2 separate regions of the Anser cygnoides genome follow, and region 1 is linked to region 2. The links are chromatin contacts, called in public Hi-C maps. All regions are on one chromosome and are shown on one strand. The core of a region is the stretch at or near the end of the contact, and the rest is flanking DNA. Distances in the headings are between cores, read along the strand shown. Region 1 overlaps MAF (MAF bZIP transcription factor). Region 2 has its middle 110 kb from the start of MAF.

Region 1 (4,254 bases), core at 1,017-3,516, 160 kb after region 2:
CATAGGCAGTGTCCCAAAATAGGTCCTGCGTCCTGCCAGCATCTTGCCCATGTCCTTAAGTTCCATGTCCTGGAGGCAAACACCTGACACCCCCGCGGGACACCAGAGTCTTTCCATTCACTTCAGCAGGTTCACAACTTCATTCTGCACGACAGTCCCACCAGTTCTAAAGGGACTGTCCACTGGGCACAGTTGCACTCTGCGAGTCAGAAGCTGTGCTTTGTATTTTTAGCATTTACCTAATGGTCCTCAGGGGAAAGCATACATTTTTCCCTTGCTCCAAGGGCATGGTCGGACATGTTGCTCTGCCTGTAGCTGCTCAGGGTCAAGTTGTTACAGGCCCTGGACCATTTTGGCCAGGTGCTGCACCTCCCTGCATCCAGGGCTATGGACAGAGAGGCGGATGCTCAGCTAATTTCTCTCTGGGAGGACAGCTCCCAGCCCTTTGCATGCAAACCATGAAGGAGCCCATCAAAACAAGCAGCTGGGGTGACGTGCTCCCTCCCTGGTGTGGGCTGAGGCACAATTTCATCCTCTGGGCTCAGAGAGAAGGTTTTGCTGCTGAACATAATTAACAGCATCTGAATTTGGTGCAGTGGGACCTAAACCATCCCTGACAGAGTGGGGTGATTGGCATTAGATCTTTTGATTTCTCCAGAGGCGTCATAATATTTTAAACTTATTATTAATTACAAATGTATTAATCTCTGAATAGTATTAACAGTATTTCCAAATATTATAATTTCATCCTATCTGAACCCACTGGGAAAAAAAGTCGCTTTGGATGAACTGAACAACTTTATAGACAGTGTGCTTTATAACCAGATGGATTTTCCCCAGTTAGTCCCATTTCTGTCTAATATTGGGGGAAGATTAAAGATATTGAATCAATGGCTGTAAAAGCTCGCATTAAAATTTTGCAGTAAATGAGAAGAGGAAAATTTCCTTAGAGGCATAAATTGTAGTAACTGGAATGCATGCAACTTATTTTTAGTATTATACTGACAGTCACCCTTGAAAGTCTTTTTTTTCCAAAATGTTTTCTTTTCTTGGATAGAAAAAAAAGAAAAATAAAATGACCTCTAATATTTTGAAATATACAACTAATTACAGTAGGGAGTGATCCTGATCCCACTGAAGTCAACTGCGGCATTCTTTATGACATTGCAGGATTGTGCTGCTATTAAGAAATAATAAGGAAATGAGATACTTTAAAGAGAGGGTTTCAAAATGAACTGGCTCTGTTGCCCCTTTTGTAAAAATACCTTAGAGCCACTTTTATCAAGTCAAAAGGTTCATTGAAAAGAGAGAAATTAAAAGATGCCGCTCATCGAGCCTGGCAAAACATGAAGTTCGCAATAAATATCTCCCGAATCCAATTATAACATTCAAATCAAGGAGAAAAAAAATCATGAAATATAATGAAAGCTTTCTTTCTACTGAAAAAGTACACTTCATGTGTCCAGACCTAAGGGAATTTCGAAGTCAGCATTATAGTGGGGAAAAAATGTAATGTAAATGAGAGTGAAATAATCAAATTTTTCTGGTGGAAATAAGTGCGGCTGTTTGATGTAATTTTGACACACAGCATAATTTCAGCATCAACACTGAAGTTTAAAGGATCAGTGTGTCTTCATGAGATTTATATACAGAAAAGCCGTTCAACGGGAAAATCTAAATCAGACTTCAGTATGCATATTGGGCCCCACTAAGATCGAAAGCCTTGCATTATATTAGTTGCAAATAGAAAGATAGAGATGACCCTTTTTCAGTAATTTCTAGGCACCCTTTCCACTTGAAAATCCAGCATGATTACGGTATATAAATCACAAGAAATGTGTGAATGTTTTCGTGCTCACAAAATCAAACATTTGTTTTATGCCTCTAACTCCAGCTAAACCATTTACAGATGCACACAGTTTTCTGCAGCGAGTTACACAAGGCTCATGTGCCCATGTTTATTGCAGATGTCATTTTTAAAATCACAGGGATATATTCCAAACAATTAAAACAATTAAAGCAGGGCATGTCTTTGGCATTTTACTAAATCTTGTAGCCTGCATGAAATACATTTGTAAATTTGGGTTCATTTCCAAATCAAGACAGATTCACACACCCTCACGGCCAGACCCAGCACGAGAACCAACAATTAAATGAAGCCTGAGATCCAGTCCAAAGGAGGCATACACTCAATTTAATTTTTAAATACCTTAATTAATAGTTTCAGTTAAAGCAAAGAAGTGAAAATGGATCAAACTATGTAAACATTGGTTAGAAAAATACACTCTCCAGCCAAAGCAGTGGAGAAGTGCTTTTAAGAAGAATGGTCTTTAAATTTAATTTAAACCTGGTTTTCTAACTTCGGTGAAAGCCCAGTTCAGACAAGGCTCAAGCCTCTTTTACGCCACATAGAATTACTGAGATTTGCTGAGAGTTTATTTATCCGAGGCTGTGTTTCACTCTGCAGTCATCATTTTCTCTCTGCTGTCAGCGTGTTGTTACCTTTCGGCAGCTCAGAATTCACTGAGAGCCTCAGTATGTTTTGAAGCTGAGTTTAATCGCCAATGGGAGCTGTACGAATGCTACAAAACATTGTTCACAAATATTTACCGGAATTTTGAAATGAATTGGGGGTAGACTCCGCTATTGCACTTCTCATGTTTGCTTTCTGCAAACATTCAGGTTCAAGTTCTTATTGACACGGCTGTGATGGATGGAAACCCTTACATAAGTCCCAAGGCCAGGAGCGTGCTTTGGTGCCGGAGCAATCGGGGAGGAGAAACAACACCACGTGCCTTATCCGGCCAGTGAGCGATCACAAGCAGCCCTCAAATAACGGAAGGAAACAATTCCTGATTTGTTGGCAGTTCCTGAGTTCCAGAGGGGCAAAATGACAAAATTCAGAAAACTTGCCTCTTTGTTCCGGAGAATGTCTATATACAGAGAACAGGGCTTTCCTTCCTCAAAAAGTATTCTTAGCAAAATTTTTGTTGGTTCTTAAGCCTAAGCTTAAATGAAACAAGATTAAAACCATTTGAAAGAGGTTGAGAATGTCATTTTTAAGAAAGCTTTTATTTATTGTGCAGTATATTTATGCAACTATATAAACTGTAGTTTGAAGTTCCTGCTTCAGTGAGGACAGTGAACTGGCTGCAAATTTCCTGCTTTACAGTTAACTTCCAAGATCTTAACTGTTTGGTTAAAACAGCTGACCTTTACCTTTGCTGTTGTTCTTTCTTGGTTTGTTTTAATCTGATTATGTTAATAAAAAAGTAGAACAATGAAGACAAATTGTAGGTGAGGAATATGGATATAGGGTCACATTACGTGTTACCATGCAGCACTTTAGGAAATTGTCTCTGACATCCACTCCATCGGCACTTCTTGCTGGTATGATAAACTTTGTGAGTTTGTGCCTAAATTTTGGCCTAGTTGTATCACATGAAGTCAGGTTTTGGGGAGGAAATCCACTGTTGGTGTCTTTTTGTGGAGTTCGTGACTGGTCACTGTGACACTGGTCATTGTTCCAGCCTCCCTGGTGCTTCCATTTAAAGGCCAACAAGCTCTGCATGAACATCTGCAGAACATCTGCAGAAACCACAAAATATATAAAAATCTTTACAATGAAGAACATTTTTTTTTCTGATAATATTCAGGGAAACCAAACAGCCATCCTTTATGTCAGAGCTGGAGCTAGCTAGCTAGCTAGACAAGATAGTTATTTAGCTAGCTAATTAGTTAGTTAGAGGCCCCTTTTCAGCAAGGTTTAAGGAACTGAGATGTGGTGTGGCAGGGGAATTTGGGTAGTCCTTGTGCTCCTTGTAGTGTATTGATGTGTATTGATTGTGATTCTCAGGAAACTCTAATGCTATGGAAGTCAAAGGTGACTCTCACTGACTGCAGCAGAGCTAGCATTTCTCTTTATATCCTCTTCAGACCATAACTATCTTTCACTGTTGTTAGTATATTCAGAAGAGATGCAAAAACACAATGGGAGATTACATCCTTTTCTTGGGAAACAAGCAAACATTTTGGGTTGTAGAAGGGCCCAGATGAACTGGTCTTCTGCAGCTTGTCTGTGAAGTTAGACGTGTCAAAGGGCTCTCTGCTAGGCAAAAGAAAGATGTAGGAGAGGATTTTATAAATTGCAGTTGGGCAATTAATGTTAACCATCAATATCAGAATGGCTTAGATTGCATGATTAACTAGTAAGAGTTTTGAGCTAGCTGGTAATTTTAGATTAAATAGCCAGGC
Region 2 (4,606 bases), core at 533-3,032:
CTTGTTTGACCTGTAGCGCAGATCTAGAGCGTAAGGAGCAGAAGTATTTTTATGGTATGTGCTGAGCCTGCTCTCCCTGACTGAAACACCTCCTGGAAAATGAATAATTGAACATACATGTGACTATGTATAGCCCATTCTTCAAACACAACCCGAAATGGGGCAGAATATCCTCCAAGTTCCTAGGCTTTTTCTCCTGCTAACCGCATAGGATTGGCTATAAAATCTATAGGGACAATGCTTTATAGCAAGGAGAAGTCGTTTCAGCCCACGCTCCTGAGCAGTGGTCTTCAATTGTGAATTTTTTAAGCTAAGTGGTGTGCTGAATTTCTGCCTTCTATCTGAGCTAGAGTAGAAGGAAAAAACAAATAAATTCTGATTTTTTTTCATTTACCGAGCCACGCTGCTCCCTGCTAAAATCAAGAGACGTTACTGTTGGCACAGCAGGCTTAAACTCACTACTGTGTTTTGCATCTTTTAATAAAGGAAGAAAGTGATTGAATGAGATTGTCTGTTAGTTGCCTTGGATCAGCAGTTTCTTCTTTGTAGTGATGCAACAGATTGTTTTCCGAATAATACAGTAAGAATAGGCTCAGCGTGCAAAGCCCTGTAAACCATCTGAAGAAAAAGCTGTGGCCTTTTTTTCCCTGCTTGCTTCCAAGCCAGTAGCTGCTTCTAATATTCCTGTATCCAATATGAGCACAGTGCTGTGCCTAGCACACATCTAATGTTTGTCAAGGGCTCTAATTGTTTGTTAGGAGAAAGGGACGTTGAGGAGAGCAGAGGGAAAACAATACAGGAGGAGGGATAGTCTTGTGAGGAACTGCCTGGGCTGTGTTTTGGGGCAGTTTGGTTCATTTCCTGGCTCTGCTATGTCCTTCTCACGTGATCTTGGGAAAGTCTCCTAATCTGCTTCTCAGTGCAGTAAGAGGCACCGTCTTGTCTCTTGTACATAGTATGTGTCAAGTAAATACCTATAGTCTGTGCTAATATATACCTATAGAGTGTAGTAAGGTGATAAAGCAAGAACCGATTCTGTAAACAGTTGTGATGCCCAGGGCACAGGGTCCTGGTTTCACAGCACATCAGTTACATAGCAAAGCCCAAATGAATTCTGCCCTTCTAATTCGTGACAATGTTCATTTTCTGAATGCTGACTTTGGGTAGATGCTTATTTTTAGCTTGTATATGAGTGTGTACCAGAATGAAAGGGGAGGCTTTCCCACACCAAGCATTTTGTTTTCCATATAAATGCCTGTCGCATAATATTACGGACAAGTAAAGGCTTCTTACTGCTCATAAGGTGTTATGGTAATCCTTCACGGAGTCCTTTTAATGAATAAACTAGGAACGCTTCATGAGTCGTTTATTAAGGGTTAATGATGTATCTTCTCTCTTTGGCATCATTCCCAGCCTAAATCAAGCCTGCTTCATCTCATATGGATATGAAAGACAAACTGTACAGATTGAAAACATCTGTATACTGAGTGAATGAACCACATGGCAGCAGTGTCATGCAGAGATTTACTTAAAACTGTCCCCTTTTGTTTGACTTTAGAGGAACAGCACAAATAAATACAGTAGGTTCTGTTTAAACAAAGAGGACTCTGATCAATAGAGGTTTGTATAGCTTACGACCTTCAACTATAAACAAAAAATTGGGGTAAACCCCACATGTCTCAGGTCAATTGCCATCTTATTTACTTTATTACACCACTAATGTTCTAATCTGCCTTACATATGAAATGCTTTTCACAAGCAGCCTTACTTTGCTTCTCCATTTTTGCCAGAGATAAAAGGAAAGTTGTGTTTGCTGTTCAGAGCAACCTGTGAGTGTGGCTCTGAGGGTGCTGTGAATTTTGCGTATCGGTGTAAGCAGAGGTCAGACACACCAGTTCAGGCAGATTTCGAATTCCAGTAGATTTTGGTTGAGGTTTCCAGTAGCTTTCTGTGTTTTGGGAGGGGGGGTTCAAGCATCCACAAAGAAAATCAAAATGGTTTGTGGCTCACCATAACCAAAGCTGTGCACAAGAAACAGAGGAGAGGCAGTGCTAGATAGAAAGTGCTAACTCTGTTCGGTCTGCAAGCAGAGGTTATCCCTTCTGCACAGACACTTGAAAACATTTGCAAATATCTGCTAGAGACTGACCCTAACTGTGAGTTTTTATTATTATTTTTGTTACTGTCTCCCAGCAAGATTAAGTAATTCCAAATACTGAGGGGATGACTCTCCTGCATGTGTTCTGTCCTCATATCTCCACATAACTAACATAAATTGTAATTATTTTGTTTTCTGGCACATTTTATAATTTTCTAGAGGGGGGAGGCTATCACCATATCTTGTTTCTGGCCATCTTTATCTTCCCTGTCTAACTTCTAATCCATGTGGTTGATGTTAACAGAAGACAAAAAAAGGGAAATTGTGGGGAAGATTTGCATATACAAGTTCATGAAAACAGGCAGCAAGGAAGAGAAGGGCCCCAGCCATGCCTTCCCCAATGGATACCACAACATGAGCCCTCACCAGGCAGAGGTGCCAGTCTAGGTACACGAAGCCACGAGAAACTAGATTTATTAGCATTGCTGCTCAGACAGTTATTCAGGTGTTTTTCTTTGCTGGGGGCATTCCTGTTCCTATTGACTCTACTATTTTCAACTTCAGCCTTATCTGCTGTGATCTAAGAAACGCTTCACTCCTGCTTCAGGTGCATTTTGTTGTAGAACTCAAATACTTTGGTGGGCAACAGAGGGGTGAGTACCACTGGGTATGTCTTTCCTCAGAGCTTTGAGAGATCCGGAGAGAGATTTCTGGAGATTGGCTTTGAATTATTTTATTTTATTTTTTCAGTTTAATAAAAAAGGAGCACCCAGACTGCTCACCTATCTGAGATCTTGTTCCACTAGCCAGGTGGCTTTTGATCCATGAAGCAGCGTCTCAGCTGCATACCTCACTGGAAGAAAATCTTACAGACATTGAAGTTTTGCAACTGAACAGTTATGCGCTTGTCTTGCTTCCAGCATTTCTTCACAGTCCCCGTTTAGGCCCAGAAACTAGAGCTGCAAGTTCTAGTCTCAGCAGTAACGTCTCCCCCGTCATTAAATAATTGAGTTAGTTCTGCAAGCTCCAACCCAAGGCAGAGACACTACCTCATAGCTGGTGGGTCGCTGGCAGCAGGTTTGACAAAACCCTTTGAGGGTGGCTAGTGGAGGCTCTTTCCTGGCAGGTTCAAGCTTGGTTTGTTAGGTCAGTGGGGAGACAGACGGGGCGAACCACGCTGCTCCCTTGCCAACCCACGCTGGCCGAGGTTGGTTACATTTTGGCTGTACCTTTCAGTGCAGCATTAGGAAGACAGAAGAAGAGCCTGTGGTCCTTCGCTGAGTAAGAGAAGCAAATTGAGGTATTGGAGTCCTCAGGAGATGCTGTTTTGCTGCCCTCTAGGCAAAGATTAAAGCTTAAAATGTGGAAGTTAAAGAAAACGCTGTCCTGGGCACACCAATGCAAAGCAAGAGGTTGAGAAGGTAGGAATAATTCTTGTGGGACTTCATTAAGGTGTGAATATAAGATCTCTAAGAGATCTCCGGGCTCAGATAAGCGGGATCCAGTGGTGTACAACAAAGAATTATCAGGAAAGGCATCATAATTACAAAGTACTTTTATATTAAAATGATGTCATGTAATAGGTTGAAGAACAAAAAATATATAAGCCGTGCAGATCTTCTTTATCTAAATAATTGTTTTCTTATGCATTATGCAGCAAACTTCTCATATAATTCCTGCCCTTTAATGGTAAACCTTATTAAATAAAGACTTTGAAACTATTTTAACATTTCAGTAGTATATTTCATCTTGAGGATGCATCACTGAAATGCTACAGGGAAGCATGGAAATACAGAACAGCTTAGAGAATGAAGGTTTAATAGGGAATGTGTCATTACAGGACTCCATAGCAAATATATAACCTCCTTTAAAAGTGTATGAACTATTGTATGGAGGATCAGATTTTTTTAAACGATCAAATATATAATGGTGTGACATTGAACTTTCAGGATTTTCTCATAGGTCTTTGTTTTCCTTAGATCTGTTCCCTGAGGAAAGTTCTTTACTTCTCTCATGTGAAGAATAATACTGAGATCTGCCTATGGAAAACTACGTTCTAGGAAGAAGAATCACAAAGAACTTTGCTTTTAGACTTTCCTTTAAGAGGTCCACGCCATGATAAGCAAAATGAAATGAAATGGAAGATGAAAGGTAATCAGGAGTGAACCAATGTTTGCAGTGGTTAGACCACAAGCTCTAAAGCTTTATGATCAGTCTGTGTGTGTATCGCAGCAGTTCCTAGGAAGACATTTTCACAGGTCATATGTTACAAAAACAAATAAACAAAGAAAACCCAATGAGATAAAAATAATAGTTGATCCAGAAGTGTCTGAGTCTCATCCCCTAAATCAAAGCAGATGCAATGACCTTAGAAACAAGTGGTCCTTGACTGCTGCCCACACAAAGCAGAAAACATCAAGGATGTGAAAAATGAGTTCCTGTTACTTGTGAACCAAAACACGTTATTGCATTGTGAGTGTTTCTTCCTTCTTTGCCAAATTATCTTCC

Evidence for each region. Hi-C and Micro-C count contacts between places; a contact is called where the count stands out from the background.
Region 1: a Hi-C map of liver shows a contact between it and region 2, with 4 times the contacts expected there. The contact joins two enhancer-like sites. A contact is called at or near these places in 2 of 7 Hi-C or Micro-C datasets (both in liver).

Annotation. Positions count from the first base shown.
Region 1 is chr12:6,131,940-6,136,193 of Taihu_goose_T2T_genome, forward strand. All of the region lies in intron 2 of MAF (MAF bZIP transcription factor), which reads left to right. Among named protein-coding and RNA genes, the nearest start is that of MAF, 53 kb to the left of the region's middle. Within about 2 kb of position 2,267, at least 2 of the 3 cell types and tissues checked have open chromatin away from gene starts, as enhancers often do. A contact at or near this core is called in liver, where this site is marked.
Region 2 is chr12:5,972,734-5,977,339 of Taihu_goose_T2T_genome, forward strand. No RefSeq gene overlaps it. Among named protein-coding and RNA genes, the nearest start is that of MAF, 110 kb to the right of the region's middle. Within about 2 kb of position 1,783, at least 2 of the 3 cell types and tissues checked have open chromatin away from gene starts, as enhancers often do. A contact at or near this core is called in liver, where this site is marked.